Linked DNA regions of Astyanax mexicanus: region 1 is linked to region 2. The links are chromatin contacts, called in public Hi-C maps. All regions are on one chromosome and are shown on one strand. The core of a region is the stretch at or near the end of the contact, and the rest is flanking DNA. Distances in the headings are between cores, read along the strand shown. Region 1 holds the start of timm23a (translocase of inner mitochondrial membrane 23 homolog a (yeast)). Region 2 has its middle 14 kb from the start of prph2a.

Region 1 (7,172 bases), core at 1,040-3,539, 82 kb before region 2:
AATAAAGAAAGAACCCAGAGAAGCTTAACATTACCTGTTATACAAGACCCTCCTATGGTAAAGAATGCCAGTTCAAATCGTCCACGGGTTTTGTTTGCTCCAGTTGGCAGTATAAATTCATCAGAGTCCTAAGAGATGTGGAAAACATAAGACACAGACAAATTAGACCTAACTACTGGAGAGGTTGATGTGAAGATTTAAAAAAAAAAAAAAAAAAAAAACAATGCCTTATTTGTTATACCAATATGCACATTTCGTTCTTATTCTGTGCCAAGATTTGATTCTATTTTTTGTACTCTCAAAAGTCTATATTTAGTACAGCGTTAAGTTTTTACACTTTAAAACAAGCACATAACTAGTTTAAACATTTATATCTCCAATGAAAGACAGACCATTTATAAAACTGTATTCTTACACTGACCTGAACAAGGTAGCGAGGATCGACATTAAGGTAAGGAGAGAGTGGGCTCATTCCAGTCACTGTGGGGAAAAAAAGAGTGTACAGTTGACCACACTCTCACAACATACAGTAGCATAGAAGTAGTGCTGGACAATAGGGCCAAAAGTTGGGTCAACACAAATTAATTCCAATCATGTTGTAACCCCTCATGTTGCAAGTAATCAAGCACTGATAGAGCTGAGTATTTAAAGATAATCTCATGCAGTGCTGATATCCTCAATACACATATTGTCGATTCAATAAATATTTTTTTGAATCACAATACTATAAAGTTACAATATATTGCAATAATTTCTGGGATGAAAATTGTGAACAGGCCAAATAGAGATATAGAATATTCAGCATTACTATTAAACAGTGACTGATATACCAATAGTAATAGACAGCCTCAATAGCTTAATTATTGACAGATACAATTAGTTAATTTTGATATTAAGACCCAGTTCTGAATATTGACCAAAATTAGAAATTTAATCAGTTAAAATAACTGAGCAGCTCATTCACGTGATAAAAAACATGACTTAATGTTTCAGGGTTAAAATCCAGATGCAACACAAATGGCACAACAACAATTTCATAATCTGCATTTTAACATTTTGTTCCAGAAATCAGGTTGGAACTAGTAAAACATTTCATTAACGTGTTTGAACGGTTAATTTGTTGGAAAAGAGCTGTAGAATAAAAATGTACGCTTTTAAAAGGAGCTTGTTTTATCTCCAGCACTCCTACATTTTGTAAATAATGTCAGATAAACAAACACAGAGTAACGTTAGTCAAAGTAAAGTTGGCAGTAGAATCCTTACAGTTAAAACTCGCTTTATTAAAAAGAATTTAGCTATAGCTTTCCAAAAATACTCTGAATAAGAACATTTAAAAAAAATGTTCTAGAAAAATAACAGTTCTGATATCTACAAATTTAGCTAAATTTGAATGATTACATAAGTAGATATAATATGGAACTTTACACTGCTTTTAAAAGGCCTGTGACACACAGGTTACATCACCATTACGTGGGATTACGTGTGTGCCTCAGCTATAGGCAAAATATCAAATCAAATCAAAACAAATTTATTTGTATAGCGCTTTTTTACAACTGGTGTTGGCACAAAGCAGCTTTACAGAAACATGACTACAGGACAAATAATCAGGCAAAACATTAAACATAGAAAATACAGAACCCCCAGTGAGCGCGGAGGCAAAATATAAAAGCAAGAAACCCCTTTAACGTTTAGCTAACCAAACTAACATTTCACCATTCAAATAACTATAAAACATAAACACAGAGGGTCACAGAACCTGAAGGCCACTCTGACACCTAGCTAGTAGGCTAGCTATGCTAAGCTAGTTACCCTCACATGCTGAAAAAGGCCATAGTTAGCCCTTATGCTAACACCAGGACTACTATAGACACCAGAGTTACTTACGAGGCACCCCAGCGAGCTCGTTGTTGGAGTACTCCGGAGCTCCGCCGCCGAAAAGGCCCCCCATTCCGCCTTTAAAAGACCCCGATCCCGCCGCGTTGTCGTCCATGTTGTCACTCACTGCTGTGAATCTGATATGAAGTCAGAGAGCGGAGATCCTGCTGAACAGAGCCGCCGCCGCTGAGTCGCAGCCCAAGTACTGTTCCAATTCGAATTGAGTACAGACGTGTGTACTTGAGTATTGAGAAACGGCCACAGACTGCAGTCCTGAATAAGTTACCTGTACAGCTTATAAAACAGCAGGATCTGTACAGAGACCGAAATGAGGGGGTCTGTGTGTTTCTGTCACCGGTCAGATAGAGCATCCCTGACCTCCACCATGCGCTGCTGCCGGAAACCTGAAGGACAGTGCTGACGCAACTCTGTCGTGAAGTTAAAGCCACGCCTACAGTCGTGTCGTCATTTTGTAGTTTATGTTCATATGTGGAGTTCCGTGTCTCTAAGCGGTTTTTGCCTATTGCTGAAATGAGTGGGCTTTTCAAAAACTCGCCTCTATCACATTCTGTGGTGAATAAATATGTTCAGAACCCTGCATGTTTTATTCTCTGTGTATTTTCCTCCCGAATATTACTGGATCCTCTGAATTACAACCTTGTTTAAAGGCCATAATTAAACTACTAGTTTATTTACTGTCCACTGTCCGACACAAATTTGCACTGCTAACTTAAATTATTATATAACTGCGCACTTACACTTTCTGTATGGCTGACATCAGATATCCTCACAATATGCACAGCAACTAGTGTCAAGACATATCATACATGTCTTTTGTAACGTTTGTGTACTATGTATACCTGCTACTGGATATCCAGAATTTCACTCTGGAATCAATAAAGTTTCCATCTATCCATCCATCCATCCATCCATCCATCCATCCATCCATCCATCCATCCATCCATCCATCCATCTCTAGAAAAATGCTAACCATAAGCTAATACTACAGTGCACTGAAGTGATCTCAGAGCACAGCAGCAGAGACCTGATATCTGCATTGTACTAAAATGCATTCATAAAACACACAGCCTTGTGCATCCCACATTTTTCAACATTAGCATTTTAATACGACATTATAGTCACTGTGGCTTTTAGAAAAAATAAAAAATAAAATATATTTTATTTATTATGACATCTACGTGCTTTTGGGGGCTCTAAGTGGCCCTAACTCAAGTATTCATTAAGCCGACTATGTTTGTATTTATAATAAAGTCAGAGAAGTACATTTAAAAACTGTTTATTCACCCAGAATTTTTTTTTTTAAAACAAACTACATATTTTTTCCAGTTTTCTACTTTGTTAAATTTTAATGGCTGTTTGTTTTAATTTATCTTGAAGGTACTTAACATTACTTGTATTATGTTGTCTTTTAGTAAATTAATAAATGAGGGAAAAATTCCACCATGAGTGGGGTGAATGGAGCTAAGCAGCTAAAATGTCAAATAAAAAACTGTATCATTAACTAACTACTTGGGCTGAATATTTCTTAAATTAGGTACAATAGAATGAATTGTTTTTCTAAAAAAGCAAAGAAAACTTACCGGTAAATTTTCTTTTATTCAATAGCAGACAGGTTTTATGAAGTAAATGTGCTAGCAGTGCCGCTAATCTGCTCTGACTGGTTGGTGAGCTAATGCTGAAGAGCAAGATTTAAAGGCTTATATCTGGAGTTTAAACGCTTTTAAAAATATGTGTTGGTATAATATATATTTGATGATGTTCATTGTTGAGAAAAATAGTACATTTTATCAGTGTGAAAATTAATAAACATTTATAAACTCAGTATGAAGCCAATACCTCTCTATAAACACATTCATTTTAGACTCACTCGAGAGCGCCCTCTGGTGGTCAAATAAACCTCTTCATCAGCACATAATTCTGTTATATTCTTAAATATCAAGTTTCCCATCTTTAGAATTCTTTTTAAATATTTACATGGAAAATTCAGACAATGCGGTTTCCAATAAAAATCATACTCAATTATTTTTCAATTAAGTATTAAAGATTGAATATATTAAACTATATTTATAATTTAAATGCTTATTTTATACTAGAAAGGGTAGCTTAAAATGTGTATATATACATTTAATAAATATGTAGAAGATAAATCTCTTTATTACAACATTTTATATTTTGTTATATGTCTATTTATGCTTGTATAGTAGATGCATCTATTTTTATTTATTTATTAATATATGTTCATCAATCTATTTTAAATAAATAAAGCCATACATTATATTATATATATATAGTTTTTTTATAGTTGTAGAATTATATATAATAATATGGTATAAATACAAAAAGCTCAGTTTAAAAATTATTTAATCCTTTTTCGCTCTAATGCAAAATTGTCCTTTGTATGTGGATTTATATAAAATACGACAACATGTAGTTTTTTTTCAGAGTTAATATTTTATTTGCTAAAATTAAAACACATGTTTTTACCCTGCTGGTTCAGTAGGGTTATTCTGTGGAGCTGATGTATGTTGTGTGCTACACTAGATGGCAGTAAAGGGCTGATTATAGGTTTATAGTATGAATTTGCATTTAACAAGTTTATTAGTTATCTAAGGAGGACCTGTAGAACTAGCTCTTCTACATGTACATATAAATGGGAACATAACTCTACCTGTAAACAGGGTTTTTTTTAAACATCCAGAAAAGCTGATAGTTGCACTCCTCCCTGTAGTCTGGTCTGGTCCACATCCTCTGGGATCATAAGTGATAAACTCTGGCAGAGCTGCACTGTGGGAGGAAGGCCTGTTTGAATCCAGTCACTATGGCTGTTTTCCCCCTTGTGCTTTCTTTCTCTTTCTTTTCCACCCCTTGAGGTGGAGCAATAACGTTTGCCATTGTTGTCATTCTGTGAGCTCAGACTTCCTGGCATCCACACTAAATTATCCAGGGCTTTCTGTGGGAGCAGAAACGGCTCACTGTTCCCCAACAAAAAGGGCATTCAGAGCCCGTGGATGGCCTCCCATAGGCAGCCCACAGTGCTGAAGAGACACTAAAGCAGCAGAACAGAGACTGAGGGCTCCCTGTGGAACATGGCCGCAGTGGGAAATGAGTGTGATGTCATCATAATGAATCTCCCAGTATGTCTCTTTTTATCTCCAGTGTCTCTCTCCCTCCCTTTCTCTCTCTCTCTCTTTCATTGTGTCACTGTGTTTTATTTCAGCCACTTGTTTTTTTTTCCTGAGATTTTTCAGCATTCCAGAACTCCAGCACAAACATGATAAGTACACACACACACACACCCCAAAGTAGCACCCCAAAGGACTGTGTTACCATGGAGATATGAAAGCTGTGCAGTGCCTCTGTTCTTAAAAAACTGGTTTTGGAAGAGATGAGAGGAGGCCGTAAGAGCCCTTTTACAAAGCGCCTCCCAAATCTTTCAGATAAGGATTTAAACACATCACACACTTCCCAGCTTTCTGAATCTCACTAACACACGCCGCCCCGGCTTCACTCTGCAAGCGGAGATATGGAAACTCTCAAAAAACATGATTTTATGGAAGGAGCAGAAAAGTTGAACAACAGGCATAACTTATTTTTACGACTTAACAGCAGGACAGCAACACAGGCCAAACTTCTGCAGCTCTTCCAGTGGTTAATTCAGAGAAAACAAAACGCTGATCAACTCTAATGCTAATGTCCAAGCCTAATGTTTATACTATATTCATACACAGTTTAATTCATAGTTAAGAAATATTAAAGAAGTTAAAGAAACAAGTTACAAACAAGCAACATTTTACCCCAGTTAAATCCTCTGAACTGATTCCCTTTTTTTATCCCTTGTGTGGTGTTCGGGTCTGTGGGACCCGTTTTCATTTTTCATCAAATGATACTAAAAAAATATTTTTTCTAACTCAAACTCATTGGCATTGGCTCATTTTTTGTGAAAAACATATATCAAAACACATTTTCAATAAACACACACTATACACCCCCCCCCCCCCCCCCCCAACACACACACACACATTTATATTACATACAGTCTGTTTAGCCAAGGGCTAATAAACATTGCTTCATTTGTAAATTTGAACCTAAACAAATTTTCTACCCATATCTTGAGTTTAATTCATTTTCTTTTACATTTTATTAAAAAACTAATAAAAAAAGAGTAGCACTTTTTGAAAGAAATGTAACATAAGAAAGGTAAAGGGCAAATATTAACCATGTAAGCTGTTTATATTGCTTGCAATTTAGGTGAAGCGAGCATGTGTAAAGCATTTTAATGTAAAATTGCTTAATTTTGCTGAATTAAATACAAGTAACAAAGTAAACGAGTAACAAGAATATGAACACCAGGGTTAACAAGGGTTAACAGTGTTAAAAAGTTATAAGCCCCCTCATGGGAAAAAATGCAATCTTAAATCAGAAATAATGATCATTTGGAAATAAATGCAAATCAAAAACTAATACAGATTTTCTTGCATCAACTTTGCTTCTTCTTTCATTGCAGACAGTATATGATCCATCTCATGTTTTGTCTGTTCTTCTTGTCTGTTGACCTCACTCCATTTGTAAAATACAGTACCAGTCAAAAGTCGGGACACACCTCTTCTCGTTCAATGTGTTTTCTTTCTGTTTATGATTTGTTTTACATAGTAAATTTAATATTGAAGACATTAAACATATACACATGCAGAATTATTCTGTAAACAAAAAGTGTTAAAAAAAAACAGAACATGTTTTATACTTTAGATTGTTCTAAGTAGCACATTTAGCTTTGAGGACAGATCAGCACACTCTTGGTATTTTAATCTCAGTGTCTTTATGAGGGAGAGTCACCTGGAATAGTTTTCTCAGCGTCTTGAAGGAGTTTCTGGAGGTGATGATCAATAGTTGCTGCTTTTCCTCCATGCTGTAAAGCTCCAGCTCATCCCAAATCACCCATCTAAACTGGATGTATGTCAGCAGATTGTGGAGGACAAAAAAAACCCTCTTTTTTTGTTTACTACATGATCCTATATGTGTCCCTTAATTGTTTTGATGTATTAAATATGGATATACAATGTAGACAAATACAATAAATCCAGAGTGGCAAGAGTGGCCAATGGATACTTTTGACAACATAGTGTATCTTGATGCAGTGATCACAGATGTTCAGTGATTACTTGAATCATTTATTGATATCATGCACTGCAAAGGGTGAAATAGTTCATTCCAATATTTCTTTAAAGAACCTTGTTTTTAAACATTTAAATCATTTACTAATATGTATGTATTGACAA
Region 2 (7,200 bases), core at 3,310-5,809:
AAAAGTTGAAGCAGTTATGAAACAATTTTTGCTAAAGGATGATGCTGATGTCATTTTAAAACCTTGTTTTTTTCATCTGAAAAAACAGCTGCCTTTGTGCAAACATTTCACTATGAATGGACCATAATAAATAGATCAAAATCTTTTGAATTAAGATTTTAGATTCAACAGTATGTTCAAAGAATGTACAGTAGATTGTGTAAAATTGTTGAGTATATATGCTGCAAACATGCTAGAAATAATGATGACAGCATTTTACAATTAGCAGTAGAAACATTCTTACAATATACTTCCATATTTTATTGCTGAAGAGATTATTATGCCATTGTATTCTTGTCCATTTTAAGATAATTTCTATTGGTTAAATTAACTATTTAACATTCATATACTGCTGAAGGAATCTGGTTATGAAAGTACTTTTGCTTAAAGAATGATGCTGATGTCATATTAAAACCTTGTTTTATTCATTTCCGTTTTACATCTGAAAGAACCATCTGCCTTTGTGTGAAAACTTTATGGTTCATTGAAGAGAAATGGGTCACAATTTCATAGAATGACGTTAAAAATATTTTTTTCTTCGTAACCTAGTAATGCTTTCACAGACTCAAGGTTTTATAAAAGCAGCAGCAGTATGTTCAAACAATGCACAGTAGATTGTGTATGAGTATGTGCATTGAACACTGGGGCCCCTGTGAACGTTTAATGCAGAAGCACGGTTTTCTCCACCAATCAGACAGCAGCACACACACATACATGCAGTCACTCTATAAACTCACTCACTTGTAGAGCACAGGCTCTATGGTGTCTCATACTAATAAGACACAATGGAGGTCTACAGTAGAGCAGACAGATCAATATTTCCCATTAGCACTCTCTAGCTGCAGGCTGGGGGCCTTGTGTTTTTATTTTCATCAAACTACTTTTTCCCTCCTCGCCCCCACACACCGGCCCGCTCTCCGAGCGATCAGAAGGAAACTTCAGGAAATTGATTTTCAGATAAATATGTTGCCTTTTTGTTGCCTGAGATTGCCCGTCGAATGTGAATGCAGTGGAGCTGAAAAAGCCTGCCATTGAACTTTACTGTCAGTGTATTGAAACACACACAAATGCATACACTGATCAGCCATAACATTAACATCACCAGCATGAGATTGAGCAGATTCCCTTTCTGCTTCCACAACAGGTCTGGAAAACGGTATCTGGCACCATGATGTGAGCAGCTGATCTTTTAAAGGTGGCCGTGACCCTGTTGCTGGTTCACTGGCAGTCCTTTCTTATAATCATCTATTTTTTGGTAGATACTGACTATTGCATACTGGCAACACCACATTAAAACTGCCTGATGTTTTGGAATGATCAAATCTGGCCCATGTCAAAGTGGGTCAGGTCCTTATACATGCCAATTCTTCCTCTTTTAACCCCTTAAAATGTCTTGTCCCGTATACAGTCTACAGGTGTAGGTGATACAAAATCCTTTTTTTTGCAGTAAAATAACTTATTTACACTCTGAAAATTCGGCGGCTTTAAAATCTCCTTCAGGACACTTGGAGAAGCTGCCTATTCACTTTCTACTCCACTTAATAATTCCAGATCAGTAACAGAAATCAACCCAAATCCTGCATGTTTAAAAAAAATGAACATAAAAACTAGACAAACATAACAAAACTAAACATTTGGAGGACATGAACTGTTTGATTTGTATTCAGAAAAATATTGATTTTAAAATAAAGATCAGAAAATAGCCAATTTTATGATTTTGTTTATTAAATTTTTACATTAGCAGATTTACTTAAATAATTTACTTTTTCTATTACAGTGCTTTTCAGTAATGTTCCTTATCAAACATGAAAGCTTTTTAGGTAATGCCTGAATAGAAATCCTCAAGATTTAGTGATGCAATGTCAGGCAGACAATTGACAAAAATCCTGGCCTGTTAAGGGGTTAAAGAACACATAAACTTTTGATCATCCTGTTTTAAAAACAACTCTCTTTTCGCTGTCTCATTTTTAACAGATGGGCTGCTTCCAAAATGTTATAAAAGCCATATTTCCTTTAGAAGTGAAATGTCCCTGGCTGGAGCGCAAACACAAATCAAGATTGGTGTTGGAAAAGTGGTCATTTTTTTATGAAATTCTGCATTATATTTTCTCCATATTTTGTTAATTTCAGCCAGAAAACATATAACTTTATCAGTTGACAGGATATGATGGTGATTACTGATTGTTTTTAGCAGTCAAACAAGGATTTGATTTGTCTTTCTAGCAACTTTAATACTCCTTGCTCCTGTGAAGCATTTCTAAGTTGCATTATTATTGCCTTTATTACTGCCTTTATTATTATTATTATTATTATTATTATTATTATTATTATTATTATTATTATTATTATTATTATGTATTTTAATGTTCAGAGTGCTAAGCAGCTGCTCAGAGGAAACATGGCTGCTGATTGTTGGGACAATGTTTGAGAATTGTATTTAGAAAGCTTATATTTTTCACTTTCAAATTGTACCAAAATTGATACATGAATCAATTTAAATGTGTGCTTTTCAGAAATCAGTTAATTTTCAGCTAACCTACAGTAACATTAACAGATATCAGCAGGGGTGCCCAAATGATGTTGTATGTGAGAGTGACAAAGTAAAAAATATATAAAACAGACATACATTTAAATTAACCTTGTACCGTGGTTTCCCTATAAAATTACCATTTTAGTGTTTTGTTACCACTGCAGCAATATTATTATTTACCAGTCATTTAAATAAGTCTTTGTTAATAAGCCTTTTTACATTCCAAACAATGTAAACTGTCTCCCAACAAGCCTTTCACTCAGTATTTTCTCTACATACATTTGTAACTGTCGCTGCCTCCCAACCCCCCTCCAAACAATCCTCTGTTTCTCAATCCATTTAACACAAACAGAAATTGTTTTCTTGGCAACCTGAGTTATGTGGGTGGTGAAATAGGACATATAGCCTGCCAGTGGGATTGATTGATGGAGCTATGAGAATGGAGTATGTGTGCATGTGTGTGTGTGTGTGTGTGTGCGCTTAGGTGGAATTTGATCGTTGTGCCCCTCTTGCTGTCCAGGTCCAGATAACAACTCCCAGGGATGTTCACGCACAGCGAGCATCTCGTGGCCTTTCAGATGGGTAACACTGTTTGGACACCAATGTAAGAAATAAGGGCGGAGATGCATGTCTCTCCAAGGAGGACGCATCAGTCTTCCAACATTCTGTCACTTATTGCTCTACCTGAGTGATTCCTGAGACAGACTGCAGTGTCTTTTCTGTCTGCGCAAGGCATTTCTCCTCAGCTATTTCACTCTCCAGCCACTGAGTCCCACCCGGCTTCTGGCAGTCAGAAAAGGCCGAGCGTTTTATTTGGACAGGTCAACAAGCTAAGTGGAAGACTTAACACCCCAGACCACAATAGAATTTGAGGGCACTCCTGGGCACCTCAGAGAAACTCCAGGGTTAGAGGCTTATAGACTTATTGTGACTTAAGAGACTCTTTGTTCTGTTTATATACTGTTACATACAGCACACTGCACTTTTTTTTTAGAATTCTGTGCGTGAATTACAACAGCATAATCTTTTTGTATATCATATACTGTATATAATGCATTTTTTCATTATACTATGTAAAATTGAGCTTGAGCTATTTTGTCGTAAACCAATCCTAGTACAACTGGAGTACAAAGAAGTACATTCTAAAATACAGTAAATAGGTATACATATGGTATATATATGTACACATGTAAACTTATCCCTGCAGGCATGTAACAGTATTAGATATTATACTGGTGTAAATATGTTGATATTTTTTACGTCATGACCAACATTCAACTTGACATTAACGTCTATTGACATTGGGGGCCAGCTGGGTAGGCACATCTCAAGCAAATTCATTTTTTTTGCTTCTATGAGGCTTACCTGAAATTACTTTGGGATCATTTAACCAAAAAGAACAACAATTACAATTTTAAACAATAAATACGCAATACTACACTCAAGGGTTGTGCTGTAATGTGAGATGTTGCCACTTATAAAGCAAGAAAACATATAGTAAAGGCAATAATATCAAATACAATTAATATTGTAGAATTATATCATTGCTGCTTTGTTATGGCTGGTGTTGTCTTATAAGCACTGGCATTGTTTGCAGGTTGTGGAGTCATACTCGAAAAGCTTTGGTCAGAGTGCCATTATTGTGCAATACTGGTACTAGCCTATCATATTTTGTTATCTGGTAATCTGTGGTAGAGTGAGTAGATTGGTTTATAACATCAGAAGTAACTGTTTTTACAGCTTATCTTTTTCATTTGGCCCATAAATTCATGAATGAATTATATTGTTTTTCAAATTTGATGTTAATCTTTCAGTGATGGTCCTGTAGCACACCACCCATCTCACTGCACCTAAAACCAATGCAAGAAAGTCAGAGGATTTCTGAAAGCACATTCACTGGGCACCAGGCAAACAGTAAGCAGGAGTCACCTCTGTTGTATCATTGCTGTAGCCTCCTGGTTATGCCTAAGTCAGCACTACAGCGCAGACAACCGTGCTGTAAATCATTTAATGAAGCATTCCCCTGAAGTCTCATTCAGTGTCACTCAGTGTCTCCTGCTTAGCTTTAGCATCTGAGTCACGTAGAATGAGAGCAGCCCTGAACTCGGGCCAAGTAGAGGGTGCAGACCAGAGGGAAAGGCGTCTGGGTCAGGGACAAGTAAATATTTGATGACTACAAAATTAATTATTGTCTGGTCATATGATTTACCTGTGAATGAAATTAGGTGTCTAGGACTGACACTTTGAGGTACTAAGTAAATCAACAGAATTATAGACATCCTTGTGTGTGTATGTGTGTGTGTGTGTGTGTGTGTGTGTGTGTGTTTGTGTTTGTGTGTGTTCCACCAGACACAAGCCAAGATATCCAACTGAAACCATGTGGACACTGCCCCCCTGAGGAAGGCTATGCTGATATTTATCAAATATACCAAACACATGATATTATGTGCAAAGAGAGGTATAAAACCCCCAGCACTGGACTGGGTTCTCCAGAAGGGTTGAGGGTGGTGATCTTCCAATATTCTGAACATTCACTAAAGCTCTTGCCAAAGAATGCAATCAAATCCTCACAGCAATGTCCCAGAATCTAATCAGTATAAAAATATTAATAATCATCTGGTATCCACTATCAGGCCATGCTAGAATTCATAGAACTCCATAATTCACCACATCTGGCTATAAGATAACACCTCAAAACTCACACAGGTTTTGACATTAACAAGCTGTACAATCATTTTATATGTAGATATTTCTGTCCTAGGCCAAAATGCAAAATGCATTGTAATTGTCTGACATAAAAAAATAAATAAAATAAAATGTTAAATTCCATGTATAGTCTACAAAAATTACATAGAAGGAAATAGAAAAAAATGAAGGTTTTCTATGAAGGGTAATATAAGACCTTCAAAAACAGCTAAATAAATGCATGTGTTTTAATTAAGTGAATTCAACTGGATATGTTACTTACTGTACACTCTAAAAAACAGAGGTACGATATGAGTACTTTTTTGTACTCGAAGGTACATTCTTTATAATTGTACCCTCAAAGGTACAATATTGGTCTTTACAGGGTCAGATTTGTTCCCTCTGAAGTACAAAGTCATTTCTAACAGCAATAAGTACAAATTTGTACCATTTAACCAGCCAAAAGGTACATTCAGTATTCTGCATCACTGTACTAATGAACAGTATATATTTAAATAGCACATTTTTTATTTGAAAGCCAGACAATTTTGTATCATCAAGTTTTTGAGCCATTTTTAGTTGATGACAATGTTTATAATCTTTATAATCTATACTGGCACAAAAACCATGGGTACAAAAAAGGACTTTCACTGAAAGGTACTTTTTTGTACCTCAATATAAGGTACAGCCCCAGCGACAAGCTTTGTACTCTTTTAAGTACAAATCTGTACTTATATTTCTTAGAGTGTAAAAGAGAAATGTTTTTAAAATATTCATCACCGTTAGTTCATTCACCAAGCAGACACATTTTACTTAATATAGTCTTTGTATAATCGTGTTTAATCTAGTAACTGTAAAAGCCTGATTTACTACAGACAATCAGAAAACTTTAAAAGATAAGCACATATTCAGAAAGTGAATGTGATTTGTTTCTATCACTAAGACCACCAGACTCTGGGAAGGAATCTAATCCTAGATCAGCGCTCGCTCTTACCGGGGCTTTATGAACACCACGTCTGATAGCTTTATTAGATTCAGTCAGCATGGGTCATGTGGTGTAACCCCTGATCCTGATCCCCATATAATAGGTTTTAAACACAACCCACAGATTTTATATAGCGGGAAAGCAGTTTAGCCTGCGTTTGAACCCACAGCCTTTATTTCTTCCTACCCTGGTCCTGGAGTACCTCATACCCTGCACATCAGCTGGAACAGCTATGTGCATACATGTATATCGATCAATCATAACATTATGACCACTTCCTTTTTTTTTTTTTTACACCCATTATCATTTTTTTTAGCTCCACTGGGCATATAGGAGCACTTTGTAGTTCTATAATAGTAGACACAGATAAGCTTTTGTCTCTCTGACTTTACCGCTACAAAGTGGACCCTACCCAGACAGCAGTGTGTAATAGTGCAGACAGTGAGAGGATACAGTGTTTAAAAGCTCCAGCAGCACTGCTGTGTCTGATTCACTTGTACCAGCACAACACACACTGTCCAAGATAACATTTTTTGGTTAGAAGAACATTTTCTAAACCTTACAGTTAATTGGTTACAATTGTCCCATCTGTTGTCCATCAAGTTTTTTGGAAGTTCTTAGAATATTTTTATTTAATGCTTTAAAAAGTTATTGTAATGTTGCTGCAACGTCACTTCTGTCAACGCGTTTATTATTATTTTTTTTTAATTGTTACTTTTAACCTTTTCATAACATGAGTTGGGATTATTGTGGGAGAATCTTTTTAATAACATTGTGATGCAAAACATTGTTACGTCACAGGTTTTCAGAACGTTCTTATTACATTTTCTGTTTTACTGCAGTGTTGGAACTGACCCACCACTCAAATAATATCTGCTCTGTGGTGGTCCTGTGGGGTCCGGGGTGAGGAACAGGGTGAAAGGAAGATAATACAGTATGCAGAGAAATGGAAGGACAACAG

The links. Hi-C and Micro-C count contacts between places; a contact is called where the count stands out from the background.
Region 1: a contact with region 2 is called in a Hi-C map of muscle, with 16 times the contacts expected there. The contact joins the promoter of timm23a here to the enhancer-like site in region 2. A contact is called at or near these places in 2 of 3 Hi-C or Micro-C datasets (both in muscle).

The regions. Positions count from the first base shown.
Region 1 is chr15:33,238,068-33,245,239 of AstMex3_surface, reverse strand. It overlaps timm23a (translocase of inner mitochondrial membrane 23 homolog a (yeast)), which reads right to left and starts at 2,289. Exons shown (of 7, transcript XM_007259311.4): 1 at 1,885-2,289; 2 at 422-480; 3 at 35-128. The coding sequence starts at 1,990.
Region 2 is chr15:33,157,955-33,165,154 of AstMex3_surface, reverse strand. No RefSeq gene overlaps it. Among protein-coding and RNA genes, the nearest start is that of prph2a, 14 kb to the right of the region's middle. Within about 2 kb of position 4,559, the one cell type or tissue checked has an H3K27ac peak away from gene starts, as active enhancers do.